Linked DNA regions of Mus musculus: region 2 is linked to region 1. A link is a contact called in public HiChIP or PLAC-seq data. All regions are on one chromosome and are shown on one strand. The core of a region is the stretch at or near the end of the contact, and the rest is flanking DNA. Distances in the headings are between cores, read along the strand shown.

Region 1 (7,340 bases), core at 3,447-5,946:
TAGCAAGGCGGTTAACAACTAGAGTTCTGTCAGAGGCCTTCTGAGAGTTTTGAAGTCCAGAGATACATTGTCTTTGTGTGTGTCCTTGTGTATGTGTGTCCATGTGTATGTGTGTACACACATGTTCATACAAGCAACAGGAGCAAGTATATACACACCCAGCAGGCATGGGGCAACAACTGGCAGACTGCCCAACACTCTCATCTCTCTACATGTCTGAGAACTGTGTTGTTTGTTTGTTGCTGTTGGTTTAACATTAAACTCTCTGGTTCTCACCCTTTGTTCATCCGTCAATACTCAGTGAGCAAGTTCTGACTTGCACCAGGCATCGGGTACAAGCAGTGCTCTAGGCAGATGCAGCCTCCTCCCTGCTCTCAGGGACACCCCACTTAGGCACTGGGAGGGGTGCTCCTGAGGACAGATGCTACAGTCGAGACATACTAGGTGAATCAATGTCCTAGGCCTTGGCTTCCATCCACATGCACAGCCCTCCATCTCCTGCCTCCACGACAGGGCCTGTTCTCACCCCACTGCAGCAGAGTAGGCCAAAGCTGGAGGGTATTTCAGCCTGCCATCAGGGCAACCACTAATGCTCTCCCTTCCCATGGGGCAGCCTCATGGATGGGCAAGAGAGGGTTCAGCATGCTGGACCTTGAGGACGCTGGTGACAGGGACAGACAAGCAAGGTGAAGACATAGACTGTGAACTTGTCCTTACTGAGTCTAAGGGCCCTGGGGAGTTTTAGGCTGTTACCAAGGTCAGGGCAGCAAGCAGCAAGTTCACCTGGACACTGGCTGGCTGACAAGGGCAGGAACTAAAGAGTCCTACAAGGAACCATGAAGGAAATGAGGAGGCAGACAGCACGGGAAGGAGGGGCTGAGGCCCCCGCAGACCTTAGTGGGCTAATCCTGGGGAGTAAGAGCAGGAAGTGACACATGGGCACCCCCCAGCACCACAGGCCACATCAGTCCTGCAGGCTACACAGACACTCTGATTTCTGAAGGGAGGCAGGCTACATGCAGCTCTGTAATTGAGCCAGTGTGCCTCACACCCTCACACCACGAGGGTCCACTTCAGAACAGCGTCACGCTACCCAGCACTCCTAGGGATGACAAACAGGTCCTGGAGAATGTGACAAGTTCTAGGCCATTTCCTAAATCATGAGAACATCCTTGCTAATTTCATGACATTACTTAGCACTGAGTCTGGCCTCTCAGGCCCCAAGCTGGGTTTTCCTGCACTAGGGCTTGGGAGAGGGGCGTGGTATGGACCCCAGAGCTACAGTCCTGCTAATTGGGTCTTTCTGGCCATCCCTGACACACTCTGCCCTACACGCATGCATTGGAGTTGAAAGAGAACACTCAACAGAGCAGGCTGAGCGCAGCTGTATGGCCAGGGTTCAAACCTCAATTCTGCTGCCTGGTACACATGTGACAGTAAGCAAATCCTCTACCCTCTTGGTCTGGACTTCAATTTGTTCATCTGTTAAGGCAGGAACAATAATATCTAGCCTTAGGGTTACTGGGATAGCCAGCAGGACAAAGGCGGGCAGCAAACGGCTCGCACTCAGCCCCTGGACGCTCTTACAATATTTATCAGAATCCTGTCAGAATTATATGGGGCTAGCCTGCATCGAAGGTAGCACTGTGACTGGTAGAAAGCCAGACTCTAGTAATACTGGAACCCAGGTGAAGCTGGGACTACCAGCACCCAGGCTCTCCTGGAAACAGCGCTGCCGGCCACATGGGACTGACGAGCAGAGGAGCAGCAGCCACAGAGGGGAGGCTCTCAGCATCGGGAGTGTCACAGCCTGGAACCCCAAGCTTCCCTTTCTTCTCTCTCTTCCAAAGACTTCCCAGGAGTCTAGGAGGCTGACAGCTTGCTGCTCCTTGAACCACAGGGAGCTGGGCTCTCATGGGAGTGCAAGCTTGCGGAGGGAGGCTAGGCTGGCTATTTCTGACTAGGCCACACTGGAGCAGCAAATATGGTCAAAGAATGAGCAGGCAAGAAGGGAAACACTATGACTGGGAGCCAGGAGCCCTCAGTCACACCACTGTACTCCACGTGCCTGCCCCTGGCCCATGCGTCCTTCTCCTGGCCATGTTCCTCATCTGGAGGTTAGCCTCGTTAGGGCAGAGGATCCTGTTCAGTGAACACCAGAATGGGCCAGAGCTTCATTTTGCTTGTTTTTAAGACAGGGTTTCTCTGTGTAGCTCTGGCTGTCCTGGAACTTGGTCTGTAGATCAGGCTGGCCTCTGAACTTAGAGATCTGCCTGCCTCTGCCTGAGCTGGGATTAATGGTGTGTGCTACTACCACCTGGCATAAATTAAAGGATTCTTCTGGAATCTAGCCCCGGTCCAGCAATAAGCAACATGGCCACAGTCCAGAGCTGCTGGAGCTCCCCGGGGAGGGCACAGGCACTCTTCTTTCCCCCCAAGGAGCCGGGCCACTGCGGAGCCTGCAGTTTGGCACGGCCCCCTTCTTCCTGCACATGGGAAGTGCTGCCGCCCTTCCCCGGACTGCCACCTCCTACCCAGGCATGGTGACAGCTCTTGTGGAAGGGAGCAGGAGCCGCTTCTCACCAGCGGCTGCCCATGGCCCTGGAAATAACCCCACAGTACGCCACACCAGGCAATCCTGAAACTTGGCTGGGGACCGGCGAGAAGGCTCAGGAGGCAAAAGGTGGCCTGAGTTCAATCCCCAGAACCCATGGAATAAGAAGAAAATCAACTCCTTAATAGTGCCCCCAGGACCTTCAACAAGAGCTCTATGGCTCACACATTCCCCCACTCTGTTGCATATTCATGAACATATGTGCACACTCACAAATAATAAAATAAAAATTAAGGGCCAGTAAGATGGCTCAGCAGGTAAAGGTGATTGCTACCAAACCAGACAATCTGACCCCATCTCCGGGGCCCACATAGGAAAAGAGAGGACAGATTCAAGAAAGGCATCTGCTGACCGTCACGACGACCTCAGCACATGTCACACACATATGTGCTCATGCATGTGCACACACACGCACACACAAAAAAAGTTCTTTAAAAAAATAAATGACATGAAAGGAAGGGGAAGTTAAGGATTCCAAAAGGAGTGAGTGGGTGATAAAAGGGATGGGAAAATGTAATCAAATATACTATAAACATATATGAAAAAAGTACTTCCGAAAGGGGGGGGGTGGGAAGGTGGCTCTACTGTTAAGAGTGTATTGCTGCTCTTGCAGAGGACTCAAGCTTGGTTGTCAGTACCTACATCAGTTGGCTCACAACCGCCTGCAACTCCAATTCCAGGAGACCTGAGCCCATCTTCTGGTCCTCAGGCTCTGCATGCATGTATAGCACACCCTAACCCCCATTATATAGAAATAACTTTTTTTCAAATCTTATAACAAAACCCCTAAGAAGGCCAGAGACAGATCAGACCTGCCCCCAGCTCACTTCCTTTGACAGTTTGGAAACTATCCAAAACCAATAAGAACCACCATGATTGTTACTGTCTATGGAGAGATACAGGCACTGCCATTTCTTCTGCTTCATCTCACAGGCTCCTCTGTGTAGAACGCCACACTGTCAGTGACCTGTCTGGGATGAGTGAGCTGGCCTGGTGAAGGCTAGCCATACACAGCCTGTAAGTGGAGAAGCCAGGCCTCCACTGGAGCCCAAGGCCACTTCCCTCAGCGCCACGCTCTCTCCACCTACACTCCAAATCAGCGAAAGGCAAGCCCCAGCTTCTGACCTTCTGACCACTGCCATCATAGTTCCTGCTGGGGACTGCCAGTGCCATTCTCAGCATGGGCTACTAACTTACAGGGTCAGCTTCTTAAAGCCTCTGCCTCTGTGTAAAGAAAGCCTCAGGCTTAAGACATTCCACTGGCCTACCACCCACGCCCTGCTCCTCACTGCAGTGCCCAGGCTGAGCAGTTGATCCCGCCTGCCCATCCTCCCATCTGCATGAGTCTGCTCAAAGTCACTCCTGGGGCAGAGGGTCTCCCTGTGGGGGCGAACCCCATCACCTGTCCCTGGGAGCAGGAGAGAGGCCACAGGCCAGAGACCTGACACAACACTGGCTTTAAAGTGTTAATGGGGCTCTATAGCCTTCAGAAGGAAATCCCACCAACAAACCTCAGACAGTTTGGGGGAGTCAGCAGGGGAAAGGGCTGTAACTGCCAGTGGCTCGGTTCCTCAGAGCACAGGGCACTTCCTCTCATGCGTCTGGAGGCTGTGAAAACTGATCCCAATTCACTCCTACATGCATTTAAAGCAACAGCCCAAGAGAGGTCAAAGGTAAATGAGCTAAACCACTAGGGTATGTATCTTGTTCTGTGCCAGACCATATCATCAGTGACAGAAATGAAAGTGGGCCAGCAGGACAGGTGGCTCAGATCTACAGAGGCCCCAGTTTCTTAGGAGGCTGAGAGGAAAATCTAGAGTTTAGAAGTTCAGGACGAGCAACCTGCCTCAATCAATCAATCAATCAATCAATCAATCAATTAAAAAGTCCAAAGACCACCGGGCAGGGGAAGCCTGTGCTCCTTTGCCCTTCCTCCTTCCCTCTGACTCCAGAACCCATCATCAGCACTGCTCAAGGAGGGGCCCAAAGGGATGGTCCAGACTGGCTCTGTCAGCGTCTGCTCTCTCCAGCACAGTGTACAGCCGAAGTCCATGAGCTAATCAGATGGACACTACAGTAGAGACTGCAGCCAAGCTTGAGCGCATGTCAGTCAACCCCAGGTCTCCAACACAGATGCAACCAGCAGTGAGCTAGGACGAAGGTCACATTTATGCTTGCTTGATAACACAGGCTACCAACTCAGGCGAGACTCTCCAGGTCAGAGAGTCTGACCTCCCTGGACTACTGCAGCACTCCATCAGAAAGCGCGGCCTGCAATCCTGAGACACACCAGCAGCCCTGGACAGAGCAGGCTATTGGGGGAGGGAGGGCAGCTACCATGAAGTGTGCACACTGAGTTGCTGATACTTAATGAAGCAGTGCATCTCAGCCTGTGCTGTGAGAAGTCCCTGGGCTCTGGATTGTGTCTTACATGACCTTGGAATGGCATTACTTATTAAGTAAGAGATCAGTTATTTCATAGTGTTGGAAGATACAGGTTGGTAGCAATTCAGGAATTTTGAGTGTGTGTCTGAGGTAGGAAAAAACCTGGTTTTGGTGAAAAACATATATTAAATATGCTTGTTTTAAACTGGTGTTATGACATATTCAATCACCCCCTCCGAGCTGTGCTCGAGAGCATGTAGAAGTCCCAGCTGCCCAGGAGCCCTGTGGGAGGGAGGCACTGGCAGACTCTGGGCAGACCTGTGAGGTGGTCCTGAGAGGAGAGCAGAACCCTCTGAGGCTTTTCTGGGCACCACTGTGTGCTGCAAGAGAAACAGGCACATTCCAGTGTTCCCGCGACAGCACTGGGAAAGAAGGTATCTGCAGGTGGCTGTGAGCATCCAAGGCAGCAGCTCCAGACATGATGTCCTTAGTGACACAGGGACAAAAGGATGGTGACAAGGCTCTGTGATTAGATCAGGGACTCATTTCTTTGCCTCTTCTCTTAAAAACTCTGCTGTAGGTGGGAGGGTTCTAACAACCAACACTGAGCAGCAGTGCATATAAAGGTAGGGCAGAGACTCAGCCAGGCTGTCCCCTCAGCAGGCAGGCTGTCCCCACAACAAGTATAGTGGGGAGCTCCCTCTTCTCCTGAGGGCTTCCAGCTGGAGTCTCTAGGCTTCCCTTGGCAACAGCTCTCACTCACCGACCAGAGCATCGTGGCTCCTACTTGGAAAGTGAAAACCAAGGCTGGACAAGCCTGTCACGGAAAGACACTGAAGTGAAGGAGCTGGGGAGGATTGTGCTTACAGACCCCTAAAGCCAGAGCTGTTCCTTGTTCAAGGCTATCTGGTTAAGAAGAACAGAGTGTCATCCCACCCCCACCCCCAAGGCCTTAACTAGTCTTTTTTTAAAAAAATATTTATTTATTTATTTATTTATTTATTTATTTATTTATTTATTTATTATATGTAAGTACACTGTAGCTGACTTCAGACACACCAGAAGAAGCCATCAGATTTCATTATGGATGATTGTGAGCCACCATGTGATTGCTGGGATTTGAACACAGGACCTTTGGAAGAGCAGTCAGTGCTCTTAACCACTGAGTCATCTCTCTAGCCTCCTTAACTAGTTTAGAAAAAGTAGAATCCTCAAACGCAACACTAACTGGTTAAAGAAAAATACTGAGTACAACTCTGGCCACCAAGTGACCACTTAAAAGCAGCCATGGCTTATGCTCAAGTACCAGGACATGGCACATGTGGTCTAAGACATGACATCTCTTAGATGTCTAGAGTAGCTGGGATGGCACACTAGGCAGGGCAGGACAGCAGATGTTAGACTCTGCAACCTCTGTGGTTACTCAGCTCCGCCACTGCAGGGCACAGCAAGCCATCAACAGCCATGGCTACTGTCAAGCACGATTCTATTTATAAAAACATGGGGAGATAGCTGAGTTGTTAAGGTTGTCTAGTGTGCACAAAGCACTGGGTTTGGTCCTTAGCACCTACAAAAATGGGTGTGGTGGTACAGGCATGCAATCCCAGCACATGGGATAGAGGCAGAAGGGTCAGAAGTTCAAGGTCAGCCTTGACTATATAGTTGAGTCAATGATAGCCTGGGTGCTAGAAGACAGTCTTTCTTTCTTTCTCTCTCTCTTTAAAAAAAAAAAAAAAAGGTTCTCAGCCACCAAGAGCACACTACTCCTGCAGAGGATGTAGTTCCCAGCACCCACATTAGGCAGCTACAACACCTTAACTTTAGCTCCAGGGGCATCTGCACTTATGTGCATACCCACACATGCAGTACGTGTGTGCTCCAATAGCACCTGTCACTCAACTCCCTCTGCTGTAAGCTCCAGAATGGCAACCACCGTGCTCTCAGCTCTCTGCTACATATGTGCAGAATAGACAGGCTGCCATGGGGCTGGTGAGATGGCTCGGCGGGTAAGAGCACTGCTGCTCTTCCAAAGGTCCTGAGTTCAATTCCCAGAAACCACATGGTGGCTCACAACCACCCGTAATGAGATCTGATGCCCTCGTCTGGAGCATCTGAAGACAGCTAGCTACAGTGTACTTATGTATAATAATAAATAAATCTTTTTTATGCAATCTGGAACCCCAGCCCAGGGATGGTGGGTCTTCCCACCTCAACTAACCTTATGTGGATAATCCCTCAGGGATATGCCCTGAGACTTGTTTCCCCGGTGATTCTAAGTCTCACAAAGTTGACAGGTTCAACCATCTGTTGAGTGATACCTGGAAAGAGTCAGTGGGGAATT
Region 2 (7,340 bases), core at 2,502-5,001, 120 kb before region 1:
TGCACAGGTGCTCATGTGTTTGCAGGTGTGGGTACATGTGTGTGTATGTAGGTGTGTCTCTGTGTGTGTGTGTGTGTGTGTGTGTGCATGTGTGTGCATGCACAGGTGCTCATGTGTTTGCAGGTGTGGGTACATGTGTGTGTGTGTAGGTATGTCTGTGTGTGTGTGTGTGTGTGTGTGTGTGTGTGTGTATGTGGGTATGTCTGTGTGTGTAGGCCAAAGGTTGATGTTGGATATCTTCCTTGGTCTCCATCTACCTTATTTTTAGGGACAAACTCCCCCCTTGAACCTGGAGCTGCTGATTGGGCTAGACTGGCTGGCCAAAGGAGCCCCAGCAATCCTCCTGTCTCCACCTCTCCCGTGCTGGGGTTCTGAGACACATGTGTACTGGGTGTCTGGACTCAGATCCTCTCTGTGCAGCCAGCACGTTACTACTGAGCCTGCTCCCTAGGCCTTCGAATTTTCTCTTTGAACACAGCTTTGATGGTGTCTCCCAGGGTAACGCCCAGTATGCACAGGCTCTGGCCCTTGTCACTCCTCTGCCGGGTGCAGAGTCATGAAAGGTGGTGGCCACAGCATCCAGTCTCATTTCTAGTTCTGTGTCATTTACAGTTTGATTCTTTTGGTGGCTACTGGTTGTCCCTTGATCAATTGTTTTTCAATTGTCATTTGATGCTGGGGAGTCAGACCCAGAGCTTTGCATGCACCAAACACACATTCAAGCATGGAGCGTTAGCCTGAGCCTGGCTCTTGACTTGAAGTATGTTTGTTTGGGGGTTTCTCTTTTTTCTTTTCTTTTTTTTTTTTATGGCTTTTTCGAGACAGGGTTTCTCTGTGTATCCCTGGCTGTCCTGGAACTCACTCTGTAGACCAGGCTGACCTTGAACTCAGAAATCTGCTTGCCTCTGCCTCCCAAGTGCTGGGACTAAAGGCGTGCGCCACCTCTGCCCAGCTGTTTGGGGGTTTCTGTTTTGGTTTGAAATCATTATGCAGAGGATGGTTTTTTATTTCTAACACCTCAAACCAAAAGGCACAACAAACTGAACCAGAAGAAAAACTCAAATGAGAAGCAAAACAAAAAACAAGCAAACAGGAAAACAAAACAAAACAAAACAAAAAACCCTTCCCATGATAGGGCTGAGGGTGCCACCCAGCAGCTAGAGCCCTGGCCTAACCTGCACAAAGCCTTAGAGTTTGGTTCTCAGAACCATGTTAAACTGGAGTGGTGACCTGGCTCTGTATTCCCAGCACTTGGGAGCTGGAGGAGGCAGGGGTCTGAGATTCCTCCACTATAAAGGGAGTTTGAGGCCAACCTGGGCTACACAAGACCCTGTCTTAAAACAAAGATAACACACACACACACACACACACACACACACACACACACACACACACGGGGTTTAGAATGGATATTGATTTCAGCAGGTAAATGTCTAGCTTTTGTTGTGACGTTGCTAGGCTCTGTTTCCTGTTGACCTACATATGCAATCCCTCCGTTGTGACTGGTTCCCACATTCCTTGCTTTAGTCGCGTGGTCACGGTGGCTTTTCTCTTTAATACTAAGCTGGCTTCTGGCTCAAGTACACGTGCAGGAGGTTTGCATCTGGGTAAGTCTGTTCAAGCCGTCTAGGAAGCGCTTCCTTTCTGCTCCTCGTCAGGCTTTGGCTCAGGGTTCAAGTCTTCCAGTTAATAATCTGTTCCCTTCAAACCTTGCCAGACCAGGGCTGGGGTGGAGCACAGTGGTGGAGCACTTGCTTCACTTGTGCAAGGCCCTGGCTTCCATCAAGAGACCAAACCCCAAACCTAAAGAAGCAAAATGACTATGCATTTATAAGACAGTGTTCAAGAAATGTCCTTCCAGGCCATGCATGTGGGGGTGTGCATGTGTGTAACAATATATAGCCAGCTTATCTGACTTACATACATATATTCCTCTTTGTAAAAGAAACATTTATTTGTGTGTGTGATTGCATGAATGTGGAGGTCGGAGGAAAACTTTTGGGAGTTTATTTCTCCTTTCGCCATGTGGATTTGGGGAATTAACTCGGGTCATCAGGCTTGGTGTCAAGCCCGTTTATCCACGGAACCATCTCAGCTGCTTTCACGTACATATACAATCCTAATTTTTTTCAAAGTGCTCACTTTATAAAGTAGATATATTCATTTTTATTTTATGTGTTGTACTGGCTAGTTTTGTGTCAACTTGACACAGCTGGAGTTATCACAGAGAAAGGAGCTTCAGTTAAGGAAATGCCTCCATGAGATCCAACTGTAAGGCATTTTCTCAATTAGTGATCAAGGGGGAAAGGCCCCTTGTGGGTGGGACCATCTCTGGGCTGGAAGTCTTGGGTTCTATAAGAGAGCAGGCTGAGCAAGCCAGGTGAGGCAAGCCAGTAAAGAACATCCCTCCATGGCCTCTGCATCAGCTCCTGCTCCCTGGCCTGCTTGAGTTCCAGTCCTGACTTCCTTTGGTGATGAACAGCAGTATGGAAGTGTAAGCCAAATAAACCCTTTCCTCCCCAACTTGCTTCTTGGTCATGATGTTTGTGCAGGAATAGAAACCCTGACTAAGACATGTGTATTCCTGGAAATGAAACTACTCTGTGGAAGTGGACCCCACCTTTTGCATTTTGATCAGTATGGAAAAGCTCCCTGTATTTACCCTGCCCAGGACACACTGGGAGACTGTGTCTATCACATCCTGGCCCGTGTCTCTGTTTGTTTAGTGTGCTATAAGAACTTTAGGCTGAATTGATAGAAGACAGATGATGCCCTGTTTAAATTTGCACATGTCTGACTCTTGGCCAATTTAGAACCTTCCAGAGTCCCCCCCCCCCCCACCTTTGGTTCCTCAGGCATGCTGCCCTCCTGAGGGGAGAGTTTGGGCTGGCTGGGCTGGACTCATGGTACAGCCCTCAGAGCTGCTCATGGCCAGGGCAGCTTTTTAGCATGTGTGGGAGCTACCGGTGTACGTGATCGTGTGTGGAGGTCTTCATTGTCTCCCTCCACCCTGATTTTGCTACTGTGCCCAAGCCTAAGGAACATCGCTCCCTCAGCCTGACAGCACTCTCTCCTTTAACCTAAAGACTTTTACACCCTTGGCCCAGAACTTCTCCCTCCCTCAGCCTTGGGGTTTCCTTCCCTTGGACTGGAGTTCTTCATCCACTTAACTTGGTGTTCTCCCTGATTATCAATAGGCCCTTGTTCCTTTAGCTTTGGGTTCCCATCCCTATGCTAGAAGGCCCTTTAGCCAAGGGTCCTTTGGTCTAGCTCCAGGCACCTCTCCCAGGAGACTGGAGATCCTAGCACCTGTAAGGTGTCAGCTACATCCAGCTAGTTGTCATCGTCCTGAGGCAGAGTCATCCACCGAGGAAGTGAAACCCGACTGTATCCTGAGGACCAGCCTGGCTCATGTCACGGGCTTGACTGGGCCAGACACTTCCTTGTCAAGGGTTCTCCAGGCCTGAGTCTTTGCAGGGGAGGGATGTTAGGAGGGGATGGAGGGAGAAGGAAAGGTGGGTGTTGGGTGCTGGGGAGGTGTTTGCCTGTGGATAAGAGGTGATGGATCTGAAAGTGGAGACCCTCAAAGGGCTGGGGTGTGGGATTAGGGCCAGCCTCTTAGTGTCAACTTTACTCAATAGGTAAGGCTGGGAGGATTTCCTTAGGCCAGGCAGGTGCCAGCTTGCCATGGTGCCTCAGTGCAGCCAGAAAGACTCAGACTCCTAGGTGTCTGGTCATGACGTCTGTCATTCTCACAATGAGTTGAGGTACTAGTTGGGTGGAGAAGGATCAAATAGGGCTGCGAACAGCATCCTGGGTACAGGAAATGGCAGAAACAGAAGCTCTGAGGCCAGCAGGATTGTGGCCCAGTATACCCTGAGGAGCAGCAACAGACTGAGCCTAGATCTTCTGGGCATTCTGTCTGGCAGAGGCTTCCAGGGGCTTCTGGACTCCTGGAGGGGACAAAGAGGCTCTGGGACCATTTTTTGTTCTTTGGATAGAGCCACCAGCCTAGTGTTTCTTGTCTCATTAAATCTGTCATCACACCTATCATTTGGGGATATCTTTAAAGGTGACAGCTTGGCTCAGGCTCAGGAACTGTCAGAATCCCAGCAGCCTGCATGCCACTTCTCCTGCCTCTGCCTCCTAGAGATGGGACAACTGAGTCCTGGAGAAGGAGGGCAAGGTGGTGGCACGGTAGGGAACTCTGCTGAGGTTACTGTGGGGAGCACGGAGTGTGTGTGTGTGTGTGTGTGTGTGTGTGTGTGTGTGTGTGTGTGTGTGTGCATGTGAGTGTAGGTGTCCCTGAGTTCAGAAAAGGGTCAGGTCCCCTACGACTGGATTTACAGTTGCCTGTTACCCAGAGTAGATGCTGGAAACCAAACTTGGGTTCTCTGTAAGAGCAGCCAGAGTGCTTAGCTGCTGAGCCATCCCTCCAACCACAGCTGATTTTTAAAGAGAAGTTAACAGAGGTTTTCTGTTACCTAATATTTCATCTGAAAGAATAAATACTTCAGAATAGTTTTAAAATGAAGAATACTCAGGGATGGGGATGTTGCTAAGCAACAGAGTTTGTGCTTAGAAAGCACTTGGAAGGTAGAGGCAGGGGAGTCAGGAGTTCAAGTTCATCCTTGGGTACACAGGCCGCCGGGCTACATGACACTGTCTCAAAACAATAAGAAGCACGAACCAGGGTCTGGCTTCCGTCTCTAGCAGCATAAAAACACAGAGCTGAAATGAGGTTTATAAATAGAAGAAGAAACTGTAGAGATGGAGTCTAGAGGACAAAGAAGAAGCTGGACCTGAGTTAACAAGGCTGTTTCCCACGAGGTTAGGAGTTAACGAATCTGAACCCATGCCTGTACACGCTGGAAGGGTACAGTGAAATAAATGGTTGGCGGACAGATGCGGGAAGCCAGGTTTGTCAGCGTTGGAATGGGAGGCTAGAGATAAGCCACATGTGTTCGGCTCTACGTGGACAGAGGTTAGAGCAGTGCATGTGGTAGTGATTTAGTGCTGGAGACATCAGTACGAAGGCATGTCCTCCTTGGAGGGACAGGGCTGTGTGTTAGGCATCCTTCCTGCTGCTTCCATAAGAAATACAGCAGAGTCAAAGTGGGGGAGGGGAAGGATGTGTGTGGATCCAAGGTTATGGTCCACTGGGTGGTGGTGGTGCACACCTTTGATTCCAACACTGGGGAGACAGAGGTATGTGGATCTCTGAGTTCGAGGCCAGCTTGCTCCGTGTCAAAAGAGGAAGGAGGGTGTAGACTATGGTCTATCACACCAGAAGGAACAGTGAAGTTCATGGTGAGGGGACCATGTACTAGGACACCTAGTGTGTCTACAGGTCAGGGTGTAGCAGGCAGGGGAATACCTGTGTTCCACCAACTTTCACTGGCTTCCTACTCCTCCCTCAGCTGAAAGGGTCTGCTGCCTGCATTTGGGGTGGGCCTTCCCGCCTCAGTCTATCCTCTCTAGAAACCCCCTCACAAGTATAACCAAGAGTGTGCCACATTAACACCTGAGGGGTTCCTTGAGCCAGGCAAGCTGACAATTTAAATTACCTGTCACAAGGTGGTTATATCCAGAAACACTGTGGCCAGCAGGATGGTTCATCAGGTAGAGGTCAAGCCTTAGAACCTAAGTTGGACGGATAGGACCCACGTGGTAGGAGAGAACTGACTTCTACAAATTGTCCTCTGACCTTCTTGTGCATGACATGACACATGTTCTGCTCACAGCCTCTCCCCCAAAATTTTTTTAATGTATAAAAATGGCTTTTAAACCCAGAAATGCTGATAGAAGCACATGCAAGTTCTATTTATACTCAGGTCTCCCTGCTCTGTCGTGAAAGGGGTCAGCAGAGACCCTTAAGCAACCAGAGCGCATTTAGCACCAGAGCCTGGCTGCTGATACCATTCCCCAGGGCCCAACAACCAGGACTCCCTGGGAAAACAGATAGTTGTACACAATGCATGCCTGCAGCATCTCTCAGTGCTGAGGCATGCATGGGGCTTGTCGAGCCTGGCGGCTGCCGCTGTATTAGCAGAGTACCTTCCCAGCATGCACTGGGCCCCAGGGTTCTATCCCAGAGTGGCATAAGAGGATGTGGTGCACACCTGTGATCCCAGCAATCAGGAAGAAAGGCAGGAGGATCTGAAGATGTTGGATGTTCTATGTTCGAAGTCACTCTCAGCTACACAGCAAGTTCAAAGCCAGCATGGACTACGTGAAACTTTGTATAGAAGTTCTAAATGTATCAGTAAATAAAAACAGTGTTTTTAAAAACCTTCCCTATGCTGCACTGGGAATTTGCATAGGAACACAGAAGCCAAACAAATTAGTTTCCAAGGACCAAAGCCTGAAGAGTCTGAGCCAGGAAATAAACAAAGTAGTCTTGGATTAGAAACAAGAAAAAAAAAAATAGATGAGCTTCCATGCCAAACAAGATACATGACTACATGATAAATAAGTAACAAATGAAAAAGACAAGGCCACTCCCCTACTCAGGAAAATTCTGTCACTTCTGACGCTGTTCCAGGGAAGGCAGCGCGACAGCTCTCTGTGCAAGAATAGACTGCACCTTCCAAAGAGACAGAGGAATAGAGCAAGGACCCCCTTCTTCACCCTGGAGGACCCTGGTCAGCACAGGGAGGGCTTGCAGGCCACCCTGTTGTATGTGCACATCCCTCCTAGATATTGTCACCCTGGCATTGTATCTCTTTGTCCTTCTCCACCCCAAACCACCTAACTAGCAAAGTGTGGTGATACAAATGCCCCACGGTGGAGAGATGGCTCAGTGGGTGAAGCAGCTGCTGCATGGTGTGAGAACATGAGTTTGTATCTCTGGTACCCATATCAAAACCCAGTGTGTGCATGGCAGTGTGCACCTGTTGCAGGAGTTCTGGGGCAAACAATGGAGACGGGTGGAGCCTGAGGTCTCACTGGCCAGCCAGTCTGGCTAAAACAATTACACCCAAGGTCAGGGAGAAATAAGAAGTACTTACGCAAAAGGTAAGGTACAGGGGCAACGGAAGAGCCTCTGCATGTATACCACACATGTACACGACACTACATATGCACGCATATCACACATGTTCATGCACACATTACATACATATGACCATGTGTGTATACCACACATGCACATCCATATATACCACACAGGTATGCCACACATCCATGTGCATATATACCACACTGTACACTACACAAGCACATATACCACACATGTACACCACACTGCACATGCACATATACCACACATATATACCATGAATGCACATGCATGTACCACACATATTACATACATGTAACCACACATGTCAAAGTACACA

What was found. HiChIP or PLAC-seq counts read pairs in DNA pulled down with a chosen protein or histone mark.
Region 2: a contact with region 1 is called in an H3K27ac HiChIP or PLAC-seq map of microglia, with 4 times the contacts expected there. The contact joins two enhancer-like sites. A contact is called at or near these places in 2 of 39 promoter capture datasets (hippocampal neurons and stem cell-derived epiblast-like cells), 4 of 115 datasets of contacts at active chromatin or transcription factors (embryonic midbrain, embryonic stem cells and microglia) and 3 of 9 other capture datasets (adipose tissue, liver and pancreatic islet).

What each region holds. Positions count from the first base shown.
Region 1 is chr2:31,199,502-31,206,841 of GRCm38.p6, reverse strand. The region is part of intron 14 of Gpr107 (G protein-coupled receptor 107); the gene reads right to left. Among named protein-coding and RNA genes, the nearest start is that of Gm22516, 13 kb to the right of the region's middle. Within about 2 kb of position 4,696, at least 25 of the 459 cell types and tissues checked have an H3K27ac peak or open chromatin away from gene starts, as enhancers often do. A contact at or near this core is called in microglia, where this site is marked.
Region 2 is chr2:31,321,567-31,328,906 of GRCm38.p6, reverse strand. The region is part of intron 1 of Hmcn2 (hemicentin 2); the gene reads right to left. Among named protein-coding and RNA genes, the nearest start is that of Hmcn2, 11 kb to the right of the region's middle. Within about 2 kb of position 3,751, at least 4 of the 459 cell types and tissues checked have an H3K27ac peak or open chromatin away from gene starts, as enhancers often do. A contact at or near this core is called in microglia, where this site is marked.